Linked DNA regions of Bombyx mori: region 2 is linked to region 1. Evidence: chromatin contacts called from public Hi-C data. All regions are on one chromosome and are shown on one strand. Each heading gives the region's core, a stretch centred on a gene start, on an enhancer-like site or on the middle of the called end of the contact. The rest is flanking DNA. Distances are from core to core; before and after follow the strand shown.

What was found. A called contact is a pair of places that touch in the nucleus more often than the background predicts.
Region 2: a contact with region 1 is called in a Hi-C map of posterior silk gland, with 1.7 times the contacts expected there. The contact joins the enhancer-like site here to the promoter of LOC101746065 in region 1. A contact is called at or near these places in 2 of 7 Hi-C or Micro-C datasets (posterior silk gland and whole pupa).

The regions. Positions count from the first base shown.
Region 1 is chr10:616,090-623,419 of ASM3026992v2, forward strand. LOC101746065 (nuclear receptor-binding protein homolog) reads left to right here and starts at 3,339. Exons shown (of 11, transcript XR_005245116.2): 1 at 3,339-3,822.
Region 2 is chr10:1,264,687-1,272,016 of ASM3026992v2, forward strand. No RefSeq gene overlaps it. Among protein-coding and RNA genes, the nearest start is that of CPG14, 39 kb to the right of the region's middle. Within about 2 kb of position 4,520, at least 8 of the 8 cell types and tissues checked have open chromatin away from gene starts, as enhancers often do.

The sequences.
Region 1 (7,330 bases), core at 2,089-4,588:
TGAGACATGAGATTTTTTATTTTATTTTATTTTTTACTGCCTTTGTAGGCAGACGAGCATACGGCCCACCTGATGGTGAGTGGTTACTGTCGCCCATGGACTTCAGCAATGCCAGGGGCAAAGCCAAGCCGCTGCCTACCGCAAGCTGATTGAAGACTTAGTCGGCATCGACTTTTTTCTCCATCATTTTGGTCATTGAGAACATTGAGAACACTCGTCGTTAGCATGGTATAATTTGAAGGACAAATATCACGACCTAGGCCTCTCGAAGCAAACCTGATCAGTCGTAAGGGTTGACGCCTCCGCACTGTTCCTTTCTTTATCTTACCTTGTATCACAAGCCGTTCTATGGAGTTACTCTTCCACCAAGAGACTAGTTATTACTTTGGTTCTGGATCGGCTTGTGTATCTTCCGTGATTGCATGAAATAGTAGACGAGAAACGGTTGCAGTAGCTTGATGAGCTTCGAGATCGCATCTCAGTATCGTATACCGTACTTATTACCCGCAATGTCTTCTATAGAAGCTAAGCTTATGAAGTTTCTTTTGTTGGCAAAAAAAATCACTATATCCGGATTTCATCTTGGAACTGAGATAAAGTATCAACTTTTTGAATTTCGTAGATTGTCCTCGAAGGAGCAGATAAAGAAATAAACGGATATGTTAAAATAATAAAATGAATGATTTGAAATTATCTCCAAATAACAAAATATAAGTAAATTTTGTAAATATTTAATTTAACAGACACAATTACGTTATAATCTTATAAACTAAGTATACGATTTCTTGTAAAGTCATTACACTCTCATTTCAGTCGATGCAACGCAATTGCCCTTAAACACGCCAGCGGAGACAATACCTAAGTGTTAGCAGATCGTTGCCTAAATCGAAGTTTTTTCAAACACAAAATCGTTAAGATCAACGAACTGTGGAAAAGGGTGTTTAGAGTGCGGAAAGTCGTAACCAAGAACCCAGATACAAGTACGGACCTAAAACCCTTCGCATGGCCCTTTTCATGTTTCCTTTCGACCCAAGGATTGTGCTTTTGTAGATATTACGGAATAAATCCGATTGAGACAACAGCACAATTTGACTCTATAAGAAATCGCATCATAAAATTTTAAAAGTACTGACAGTCAACAAAAAAAAGCCAATTATATAATAATAATTCAGTTTGGCTTCATTTAGCTAATTTTATCCGGGTCGCAAGAACGATGAAAACGTGAACCGTAGCTGAAAATCGTGATCGATTGAAAAAGTAAAATTCATGCCATTTTCTTATATAATTAAATGTAATTAAAATAAAACTCTGGATGAACAGTGACCGAGGGCGTTGCATTTAGCGGCAAATGCAAGTGCTGAAAGGTCACGGCTGCTTAGCCGTTACCTACACTGAGTCCCCGAGAGAGAAGATAGATAAAGTGCTACCATGGTCGCTCAAATAAAGCCAATATTGTTAGTGCCGACTGGCCATCAGCGCCGCCCCGTCAGTGTAGCGCTGTATTCGCCACGCTCATGAAAACGATCAAGCGCGAATCGCCCGGTGACGCTGATATGGTCTCTCAAGACAATCAGCTTAGGTAGGAAAAAAAAACAATCGCGTAAGAGAGGTCTTATCTCCCCGCACCGCCCACTGTCGAGTAGGAGGCAGAGAGAAGTAAAACCCTCCTCGAGAGGTAAGAAGAACTTTATTTGGTGATCCGGTTCTGGACGATCGGATAAGTAGGTACAATCTAGTGCGTCATAGAGTAGATATTAAAAAGAGGCTACTGGCTGACGCTGTATCGCGTTCCGACTTGATATTATTATGGTGCAGCGGGGTATTCTGGAACACCAACTTCGTTGCCCAACATAAAATAATTTTCGGTCATGACTGCATCGATCAGACGCCTTTGGGATAAAGGAGTGTCTCGCGTGATGGTCGCCCCTCCAACCTCTCCCAGGTGAAGAGTACAAGGGTTCCTTTGTGGGTCCTTGAAACCAAGGCCTTCAATTGGCGATTCCTGGCGAATTCGGCAGGGGAAGTTCCACATACCACATTCTCCGGATTCAATACACGTTTGCGGTCATGTAAAAAAGCGTATAATAAAAAATCTTCCAAATTAACTTATCTAGTAATAGTTATTTCAATCAGTAGTAAACATTGTTTGTTTAACGAAGCCAGACAAATTATACGTTCAGTTTTATAGCTAGGTACCTACTTATTTAATTTAGTTAAGTAAACATAAAATTTTCATTACGCCGCGCCGCGCTACCTTGGTAACAAAACGTCTTCCTCAGTAAACAACAACAATAAAATTTGAATAGTAATCACTACTAGGTACTGTGTAGACACACTAAATTGTAACGTTAAATTAAGTTAATTAAAATGATTCATCTCACAATAAAACTTGAACACAAGCTAAAATTTTCACTCTTAATTTGGGTTTGCCTTTATCATGGTAAATAATAAATCTATTTTTTTATTGCCTAATATAAAATAATACTATTACTTTCTTGTGCTATTTAAATAGTTTATGAGGGTTCATGTACCTTAAGTTTTTACACAATTTACATTTTGTTCACAGAACAATAAATATAACGATAGCACCACCTATGATAAACTATATGAACTACTGCTAGCGAGTTTCAAAATTCAACGTCGTCTATTTCCACACCTTTGACTTTCAATTAATTTTCATTTGGCAACCAGTATTTTTTTGTATTCTTTGTATTTAAATTTCTATAAAGTATTCCAGAATAAAACTAAAAAGCATATTAATTGTTTCTAATCGTGAAATTCTCATGAAAATATGATTTATGAACTTTGGCATTTACTCATAGATGGAGCTAATGTTTTTAAATTACAGTTTGCAGTGATAAAGGAGTCGATGAATGAAAATGCTTTCTACAATTTCATCATAGTATTCATTGAAACGTACCTAGGCAAGGTACATTATTTTAAATAGCATTTTAAATATAGAATACGAAATAAATTATTGAAAATCTACCGAACAGGTTGTTTGACTTTTTTCAATAGATGGCGCTAATCTAAAATAAACCTGTGATCCGTCTATTTTAGGAACAGTGTGATTCAAGATCACGAACTAACTTCCGAGAACCGACTGACTACCTTGTTAAATTTTACAACCTTTAATTGTAATGTTTATGCCATCTTACTAAATATATTAGAAAAGCAGTACCTAGTATTTAAAAAAGAAAAAAAACACTTTTGCTTTCACAAAATTAGCTGTTTATTGTCTGTGGTACAAAGCTAAAAATGTCAAAGGAGAAGTTCTTTACTTTGGCTGTATGGGCTTTCAACTTTTGCATGTCAAAGTAGACGTCTTCAGTTAAAAAATTATCTATGATTCAATATTTGTGTCGAATAGTAATACGAATAGTGCGCCGGGTAGTCATTTTATTTCAATTAATATGAATAAACGTATCAGAGGCTGTGTGTTATCGCACGTTGTAAACCAATAATCGAACTTTAATAATCGAAATAGAACAAGTCCGTAACAAGTGTTGTGCATGCGAATAATGGATTGTGAAGAAACGACAGTGACGTCTAGCTACTCAGCCTTGGACGTTATGATTACGAGAAAAAGTGTATTTTGAAAATATATCAAGTGTTTTCGTGTTGAAAACGTCTGTGAGATATTAATTGACGGTGTAGTGGTATTGTTCACGGCTGTTTCGACACTAGGCAGGTGTTATGTCGGGCGGTAGGAGCATCGAGAAGGAGCGCAAGTCTCCACGCGAGAGTGGTGAAGACTCCGAGGATGAGAGTGAAATTTTAGAAGAGAGTCCCTGCGGTCGGTGGCTAAAACGCCGGGAAGAGGTAAGGAGTTCTAACCGATAGTAATTTTAATACTGTTTCACCATTACATTCTGTCAGCTGATTTACAAGGTTGTCTGGTAAAACACAAATAAGACGCAATTGTTTGTATGTTTTTATGAATACACAATTGTTTACGATATTTTGAAATGTGCTTAATGTCTGTAAGTATTGAATATTTAATTTTATTAATAGCAATAAATGGGAAGATGCTTTTATTGGTGTTAAAAATAAATAAGCAAACTATAGTGACTTAATGGTAATAATGGATATTAAGATGCCTAGGCTTATTGCATGTCACAGGCTATTTAATATTTAACTTAGATCATGTAGTAGTAAAAAATCAATTGTAGCTAGTTCAGAGCAAAACTTAAATTCTACAAACTTCATCTTAGCAATGTACTTTGAAATTTACTTTTAAATTTTAATATTGTAAAACTGAATGAACAATACTAAAAATTATAACTTATACTTATTTTTCACTGCTGAAAGAAAAGATTTAATTTAATTAGTAAATAATTAAAAGTTTTAACAAGTTAAATTAATAGAATTTAAATTATTAAAATCTTGATCTATTCATTAATTCAACATTTTTGAAACAGATTTTCTTATAAGTTACTTATGATATAAATTGGTATAAATAATGCAAATAAATTTGCATACTATTGTGCTCATTCCTAAATAGAACCCTGTACAACTCAAGCTAATCCTCCTACTTTCTGTTACATAGCATAGTGTGGTTCGAAAGTACGGAAGTATTCATGTACTTGGGATTGAAGAGTTATGATACATGTTATTTCCATACAATTGTTAAGTGAAGTCACCAACTTGAGTATTTGTAGCCTTTAATAATACTAAACTACCTTTTCTTTTTAAAAATCAATACTCAGGGTAAACTCTAGCCATCGGTAGTCATATCGAGAGTTTTTATTGAAAAAAAAAATAATGATCTCTGACATTTTTCATTAGATTAGACTAGCAGTAAATCTGATGAAAATAAAGTTGATAATATTTACCATGAACACAATAATACTAAAAAAAATTTTTTAAATATCCTGAAAGATAGGTCTTATTTATTCACTGTTTATGAAGTTTAGTAGATGTCCATGTCGGTTTGTGCAGTAATGCTGAGCCTGCTGTTTCCGGAATGATGAATTTTTGTACATGTTTTCGCAACATTAGTATGCTCTTTTATCTATCACATGTACATTTTAATAGATAGGTGAACAAAATCTCTGCCCCTCCATTGTAAAGTGTATATTGGAGCCTGTGTCATATGTGTCACATTGTACCTGGAATAGCATAACATGTAGTTTAAATGATTACTACAGCTCAATAGTCCAACTTATCTGCTATTTTCAAGTCCTATGCCAGAGATATGATGGTGTTGATGTTGATTTTAAATGAATAGAATCAATGCTGTCTTTTATAGTTTTCAGTTTGACTCACAATAAAAAATAATAATTAACTTGTCTGCATCATTGTCAAGCTACTCATTGTACATTTTTCAGTTCATCTATATATTTGGGAGGCAAATAAATTTTGTGACAATTAAAGCAACTGACATGTTGTTAATAATGTAAGTTCATATCTAGTGTATTCTTCTGTTTTCGTGACATAATTAAAACTATTTTCACAGTTTAATATCGCGCTTATTATTTCCGATGTTGCGTTTACTCGTATTTTCGTTTACGTGTTCACGATCGTTTATATTTCAAAAATTTAAATAAATCATTCACAATGTACAGCTAAATTTGCGGGTGGGGGCAACGCTCCGAAAACTAAAAAATCAGATAAACTGAATAATTGTGTTTAGAACATTTGCAAAAACGCAGTGTCTGCATCTACATAACTCACTGATTACGCATAGAGTATTTGTGCAAGATTATATATAACCTTACAAAGATTTACTGCACGAAAGGGGCAGTAAATGTCAATTTAAGAAACTTCCTCTGTCAGCGTAAATAAAATAAACATAAATAGATCACGCGTAGTTCAGGAACGAAATCTTTGTATGACCACTAAAATCTTTATGTGACAAAAAGTCAAGTGACGTCACTTCCGCAGCATGAAGCCCGGGCGGGCTGTCTAATTAAAAGCATTACTTAGGCACAGCACTTTCCCCGCGCGGGCGCCGGTCAACGACCGTCGAGCATTCGGCTCTTTCGTAACTCGATCACTGTCACTTTCTACGCCCGGGGTCCCATAGTTTTTGACTGTGTGTAGTAAGTACATTGTATACTGTACTGATTGAACAGACATCGAACGAAAGTGAAACTTGTACGTATCCTCGAATAGGTCGTCAGTATTTGATTATTTCTTTCGACACGAATAGCCACTGAAATCTTTTAAGAAAAATACATTGTTATTTTTAATTAATAAAGAGACGCTTTTGCTGATGCGACTGGTTGACAACCATTCAGCAGCTGGGCTGCATTGACGTCTTCCTTGTAAGGTATTAAAAAAATATGTCTACAACTCCTAAAACTTACAATTCTGCCAACCCTGGCGAAATAGAAAGTGTTGTGTTAGCCCGAGCATTAAAATAACAGATGAAGATGGAATAGGTGGCATCGTGATAAATGCGTGTTAGAAATGGCCGATCTTTCTTTATTCGGATCGTATTGGATCGCTAGGAATCTTAATTTGCAAATACCTCGGTCCAACCTTGGTATTTTCTTTTGTCTCTAAGCCTATGAATATTTCACGAATTTTCGTCTACTTTACGATCGTATCAAACGAGAGCAGTGTAAAAGTAAATTCATTTGGTATTAGGCTTAATAAATAAATTTGCAAAACTAGTGGCAAATCTTGATTTGAGCCAACTTATTCTTACCGCACATTAGGAGTACATATATGTATTTATTTACATAGAAATTGCACTGGGAACAGAATATGAACCCTAGCATACTTGGATACGAGCTCACCTAGCATACCCATAACCCTAAGGACTTACGGAATTCGTATTTACACAGTTATTTTACGAAATTATTCCTGTAGCGGCCTCGCGACAAGGTCGCCAGGTCTAATGATGTTCAGCAGACATTAATTGTAAGAATTTGCAGACGCTCAATGTCGTTATAATTTGAGGATGAGAAGATTACATTGAATGGTTTAAAAAGTAAGACAGTCTAGACACAAAATCATTACATGTCCTTTTGTTTTATAGTCGGAATCGTTAAAGAAATATTTTTTTAAATATACTCCGAGAAAATACTATAGCACTTCTTTCTAGCTCGGTTGACCGTAGCGGTCTGTGTTTCCGCTGCGGCCAACCGGGCCATAAAGCGGCGTCCTGCACAGCCGCCCCGCACTGCGCTCTGTGCGCTGCGGCCGGGCGCAGGGCAAACCACCGGGCGGGAGGCAAGGCGTGCTTCCCGTCCGGTGATAATACCGAACGCAACCGGCGCCGAAAATCAAAGCGCCGACAAAAGAGAAGGTTGGCCAGAAGAGCACTGGCCAACGCTGTAATCCCCGATGCGGCGCCGGCGCCGGTGGGCGGGGGCAGCGG
Region 2 (7,330 bases), core at 3,270-5,769, 650 kb after region 1:
TCTACTAGCTGACCCGGCAGACTTCGTAGTGCCTCAATCGATAAATAAAAGACCTAAACTATTGTATAAAATAAACTTAAAACAAACAAAAGAAATCCGTCCGACGGGGGACACATCAAAGGAAAAACAAATTGTTATTTTTATTTAATTCCGATTTCATATTTTTTTCATATTTAATTTTTAAAATTCATATTTACTTCTACCTTTCTGCCTTTTAAACCTTCTCTGGACTTTCACAAATAATTCAAGACCAAAGTTAGCCAAATCGGTCCAGCCGTTCTCGAGTATTAACGAGACTTACGAACAGCAATTCATATTTATATAAATAGATTTAATCTCACTTGTTGTTAATACTTGTTGTTATTTATCAGTTTAATAAACAACAATGGCTAACTTTAAACCGAAACTCATACTCCACAGCCAACAATCCTAAGTCTAGGCATTGCCTTCAACTCTTGAATGACATCACAAAAAAAAACTATATTTTAAGGTATTCTCATTAACCAGCATCAGAGTATTTGTTCTGATAAATATATCTTTAGAAAAACCACATTTCGGTCAGTAGTGACATAATAATAAAGCGATGACATTTTGGTGTCTACCTTAGATTTAAATTAATGCAAGGCCCGAAAATTTCAAAATTGAATCTTTCACGCATTCAGTTTCCATTCTCTTGCTCTTTGGACCACACACAACTTTCCCTTGAACGTAAGGGTTTGAAGAGACCAAACGATATGATAGCGTTATGTATACGTACCGCGACTTTTCAGCCCTTTTGTTGGGCAAGACGCGATAATGCATTCCCTATGTTGGCGTATTTTTGCGTTTGTCACATTTCCAAGGCAGTATTGTTGTGCCCATATTGTTAAATGTTATCTTTTGTTAAAATGTTTGTTAATTTTATTGTAACATTTAGAAAATTACTTAACTAGTACACGAGAATTGATTTTTGAATTTCGTGACTGGAATTTTGTTATATCTTGTATAAAGAATTGTCGTTGGATTTTGTAAAGCCATTTAAACCGTAAATGTTACCACATTAAGTACTTATTTCTACATTAAAAATCAAATATGTCGAAGACAATGCGCAATTACTTGTACGCGTCGTGTCGTCGAAGATCTCGATATCGACCTTAGCCAATAGTATCAGTCCGCTAAGTATCTCGTCGGATCTTCTCAGTGGATTGCGATTCCAATCCGGTGGTAAATGCACTCGCGAAATAGCTGTTTTTGAGATGTAGGCCTCCTCTGGGGGAGCTCGGACAATAATTAAACCTTCTCCTCCTAGCTGAGCCCTTGAGTGGGCCTACCGTCCTTAAGTGGCAAGGTCTTTGGACCATCCGCGATTCTTTCACCCGAATAAATGGGATTACTAGTGACAGGCCGTGTGGTAGTGGTGTGTGCTTACTACAATAGTATCTAATATTGGTCAGATTCTTAGTATCGCAACTTAATAATTCCTTCCGAAGTGTTGGCTTGATTATTTTTGATATAAAAGGTTTAGTTTTTATAGTCCAAACGGTAAAATTCGTAATGGCTCTGGTAGCGACTTAATTCAAACTGCTCCTGGAAAAAACCGCTACAAGTGTTAACAGGCTATCGGTAATTCTTTAAACTAAAACTGCTTTATATATTAATAATCGGGAATAAATCACACGGTCATATGAATCTTAACAATAAACTTACCATAAGGGGTCAAATCAGCCAATTTGAACTTTTGCATTGAAAATGAACGTATCTTTTGCACATTTGACTTCATGACTTTTTCTTAACAATTAATCTACAGCTTAGCTTTTTTTATTTTGTTTTGTTTATTTTGAGTAAGACTTATCTTAAACCGTTATCTACCTGCTATTGTAGAAATAGGCACCAGTAAGTGTTGGTATGATTAGTATTAACTAAGATTCCTGTACTATGGGAAACAGCGGCTCATAAATTTCAATTTTTAGATAAACTGCTGGAACTTAAATATCGGCCCAAGCTGATTATCTTACCCACCTCCAGAAGGAATTTTGGGTTTTTTTTATGATTGAAGTATTACTGGTAGCCCGGAGGCCTTTCCAGTTTCACCAGGACAGATGGGCGAGTAAGTGGTCAGCCAGGAGGGGTAGGATTTGCTAATAGCCGCCCGAACGCCTCCGAAGGAGACCTAACAGCTCAAGAGCAGCTGCTTCGCGAATGAATCTACTACCGGATCGGAGTCGTGACCCGCTGAGAAGATCCGGCGAGAAACTCAGTAGGTGAAAGGAATTTTAGTACGATGTGGGTAGGTTTTTTTTTAAAATTTTTATTGCTTAGATGAATGGACGAGCTCACAGCCCACCTGGTGTTAAGTGGTTACTGGAGCCCATAGACATCCACAACGTAAATGCGCCACCCACCCTGAGATATTTCTAAGATCTCAGTATACGTAGTTACAACGGCTGCCCTACCCTTCAGGTCGAAACGCATTACTGCTTCACGGCAGAAATAGGTAGTGCGGTGATACCTACCCGCGCGGACTCACAAGAGGTCCTGCCACCAGTTTTAGGTAGGGTATGTACCAGAATCCAGCCTGTTTCTGCCTTCATTAGCACAATACAACGGAAACTTCGGACCAGGTCTCAAGGTCAGTGACGTTGAGTTATGTTGTAATCACTTAACACAAAATGGACCGAGGGTTCAGACGTTTAGACGTGGAATTTAGACGCAAACGTCCTAATACTATTCCTGTACTTGTCAGCGCGGGTGTAGTAGCTAGTCGCCACCAGATGACTCCCATTGGCTCACAATAAGCTGTACCTGAAATCACAAACACCACAAATTTTATCGGGTTTCGACAAAACATTCTCAAAGTCAGAGATGGGACGTTCGATATCCGTTTCCTGTTAGTTTTAGCGCTGAGACCTTTACGTATTTATTGGGCAACTTATAATTTGATGGCCTCTCTTCTTGATAACTTCTCGCCTATCAGTGTAGGGCTCGGAACGGTAGATAGTTTTAATTATGTTTTAGTTACCAAATATTCTTGTTTGGAAACAATTTTAACAATATGTTTTGCTTATTTCGTGGGTTCTCACATTCTCACATCTCATTCTCACATCGGGCACACACACATTCGTTTGACGAACAGGCTTGTTTGCTCTTGTCTGTGTGTACAATATGTATGTATATATTGAAGCATAAAAATTATGTACCTCAATTTTTGGTTCTCATATTTCAGGTAATGCTAGCTTGGAGCCAAACGACCGTGTGTGATTTGTTCCCAACTAAAAAGTTGAGTTGGTTTTAAATCAGAGAAAAAAATTTTTCCTAGCTATTCGCCAGTGGCCTAAGGGGTTATTCCAACTTCACGCGGAACGGTAGATGAGCTCACGGGCTCAACCTGAGAGAATTTAAATCTAGCTAGCAAGAGCAGTACTTCGCTGAATCTACCACCAGATCGGAATCGCGACCCACTGAAATAATCCGTCGAGAAACTCAGTGGGCTGTGTCTATGGGAAAATACATCATATTCATTCTTATAGAGCTGTCATATAGATCTTGTACTAAGTGCTCTCAACAATTTCATAAGAAAAAAAAAAGTTTTGGGTACCGTCCCACCATTCATTAAGCGCCCGTACTCCTAAGACGTCACGTGATGATTTAAGGCTTCGTGCAGTAATGGCGCGATAAATAACGCGGTCATATCCAGTGCTACCAGACATGTTCGTAAGTTTCCCAGGAAAATGTCATTGTTTTTAAATTTGCGGGTTTTTTTGCGTTTCATGTTTTTGGTATCATGCTTGAGGTTTTTGTCTCATCATTATCTGAAAATAAACAAAATCATTCTTTTGAAATATCTCTAATTAATGTTTTGTTTTTGTTATTATCCAATAAAACAGTGACCTGTCTTCATTTCTAGTTCAGTGGATTTTTGTAGAAATAAAAATGCAAAGAGATATCAGTTTGATAAATTGTTATAAAATAAAAATAATATTAAAAAGAATTAGTGCAAAAAAGTGAATAAGAATTATAACACAATATTCTGTTATCTTAATTATATGTACTATTCAAATTCCTTTTTAATTAACATAAAAAGATTTATTTGAACTTCCTAACATAATTATCTTGTCTGAGTCCGAAAAACTCAGAACTATTAATTTGCTGACAACATTAGCAACACATGTAACACTAACATCGCCAAACTATAAAATGGTGGCACTTAGCCGACCACTGCCATCTAGCGACGGGCGGGCAAATAAAACAACAATAAATCTTAATAATAAAACATCATTCATTATTTTACTATGACACGGTACTACAGAGCTCATACTTTAACCTGTCGAAATATATTTTTATTTTCAGTATAAAGCTTTTTTTCATCAGGAAACTCGATAGAATTTTGTTTTAGAACAGAAACAATGTATTTTTTCCTTTTTAGGATTTTTGAATTTTACGAATGAATGTGTGATAATTTATCTAACGGATAAAGGAATTAATGTTTAAAACAACTGTTTGTTAATGAAATTTACGTTAATCAAGTAATGTTTAACAGCTGTTTGTATTAGTGTATTATTTAAACTATAGATGGCAATAATAGCAAGGTCATTGATCAATTATCATCCTAGATTATTAATGACAGTAGTTTCTACTGTATTTATTCAGTTGTAAATTGTAATAGCTTAACAGTTTTTTTTTAATTTCGATATTATTGAAACGAAAACGAATCCACAAACTAATTGCGTGAAATGAAACAAGTTTATTGATTTTTAAAAATAGTTCTAATACAACATCAAAGATGGCGCTGTTTATGGTCAATGACCATACACGTGTTGTGTGGCTGCGTGATTCGTCCTTTATCCGTTAGATAGCAGTAATTTCCAATGACGCACTCATTATTAGTAATTTAATATCCCGCACTCATCGATGCAAATATCCCAGTCACCGTCCTCGCCGGATCTTCTCAGTGGGTCGCGTTTCTGATCTAGTGGTAGATTCTGCGAAGCACTGCTCTTGCTAGGGCTAGTGTTAGCAACACTCCCGGTTTGAGTGCCGTGAGCTCACCTACTAGCTCGGTGAATCTATAAAACCCCTCAAGGTTACTAGAATAGGTAGAAAGAAAAAAAAAGTCGCTTTTACATTATGTTGACTACTCTATACACTGTACTACGCGATTATTTTACGGCTACAAAAGATTTGATGGTCCTAACCCTTTTAGTGCTGAGCTTATTTTAACATATTTAGCAAAAATTACTTAAGTATTTTTGAGAAAAAAAGCACCTTATAGAAACTTTGACTTACAAATATCTATGCTAAATTAACAGTAAAATAATTTTAAATGGTTTTTTATAAATTTTATTAATTTATTAGAAACGCTTCAACGTATCTCTCTGTATGAACGTATTCTAATAGTACTTCTACTTATTAGAATACGTTCATACAGATCGATCGATATCTATGAGCTCATAAACCGTGAGTTCATTCAATATTTGTTTCAAACGTAATCACATCTATTAAAAAAAAAAGTTTAAAAAAACTAACAAAAGACGCTTTTATAGAAAATCCAACTAAAAAATAGAAGAAGTAGTTATAAATATTTTATGAACAGATATGAGTAGAAGGGTTATATTGTTAATATCCTGAAAAGCACCCCACGTTTTTTCACAATATAATTATTTTTTCTTACACTATTTTCAATTCAAATTTATTAAAATTTATTTTCTATGTTTTAGTTGGATTTTCTATAAAAGCGTATTTTGTTAGTTTTTCAAACTATTATTTATTTTTGATTTTTTAGTTGAATTTAAATTTTATCAATATTTTTTTCAATGTTGAATTATTATCAGTCCATAATAAGTATACCAAATTTCGAGTTAATCCGACATTCTGAAGGGGGTCAAAATCATGTTCAAAGATTCCGTTACATACTAACATAGCTAATAAAAGCTTATTAATAAACAATGTTTCATGTTAGAATAATATATGTAATTATTTATTTAAATCCATGTCTACAGCTTTATGTGCTAAATACGCCTTAACAATAACACATTCACGACGTAAATACGGCCTAATCAGATCGCGATGATTAAAATTGATCAGTAAACAACTTAAGGCGCTGATTTACGGCGCGCCGCATCCGTCGCCCGGTATCGTCCCGGATCGGATCCGTGCCGGGCGCGGAAGGGCCTTTATCGTACCGATCGCACGTCTCTGCTAACTCGTTAATTTCGCTGGATGTCACAAACCACGATTCGGAGGAAACGGCTGAAGGCACACCGAGAATGAAAAAATAAACTTAGCGATTAAAAATTATTAGCACTGTTTAAAATGTTCCAATCATTTGGCCAGTTTTATTTTAAGCTGTCAGCGCAAAAGTGGCCTAGCCCACAATTTTTCATAGTCATGCTTATAATTATGTATATTGCAATTTATTTAAAATATATTAAATTTTGATGCAAAACCGGCCGGCCTATCCATAGTTTCACCCATAGATAAATGATAGATAATAGATAGATGACTTTGTAAACATTATTTTTGCGCGTATTGTTTTTATGCCTATTCAAATTCATGAAAACTTAAACTTCATTATCTCTATAATAACTATGGTAAACTTAGGCCACTTTTGCGCTGACGGCCTCATTTATAGCATTTAATGTATTCAGAGAGCACTCATTCATCTTCCACCCGAAGTATTAAATTCCGTAACTATTATATTTTGTCTTCTTCCACTAAATCTAATAGGCGGGGAGAATATGCAAATACAAAGATATTACGTTAATGAAATCAAACTACAAGATCAACAAACACATCAATTCAGGGTTACAGAATGATACAGTGCGAATAAAAAGCAGATAATAATAATATTTCGTCTCGTTGTACCACAATCCCGATAACAGCCCGAAGTTAATGTCCCAAAGTTCGCGCCCAAATTTTAATAATAATATATCTTTGTAATTTATTTGATTCTACGTGGAGAGACGTCGATTGTGCTGCGCACTCTGCGCGTTACGTACCTATATAATAAGTATTTGTACAAATTTTGTTGAATTGCTCATTTAATGCTGGAACAGATGACGAGAAGTTGCGTTATGACAGTTCAGCTGGAATAACCTCTTAGACTATAGTACCAGCGAATAGGTGGGGGGAAAAATATGACACTTCATTTACGATTACGAAGAGAACCGGAGCTTTTTTTATAATGATGAATGATGAATGATTTATTTTATTTCAGACAATAACAACAAGTCCATATGTGTACATAGTATCATTGAAACATACTCAAAATTAACAAAACCAATCAAATAAAAAAGATACATTTATTAAAATTAATTATCAGTTGAATGCATCGAGATTATAGTAGTACATTATA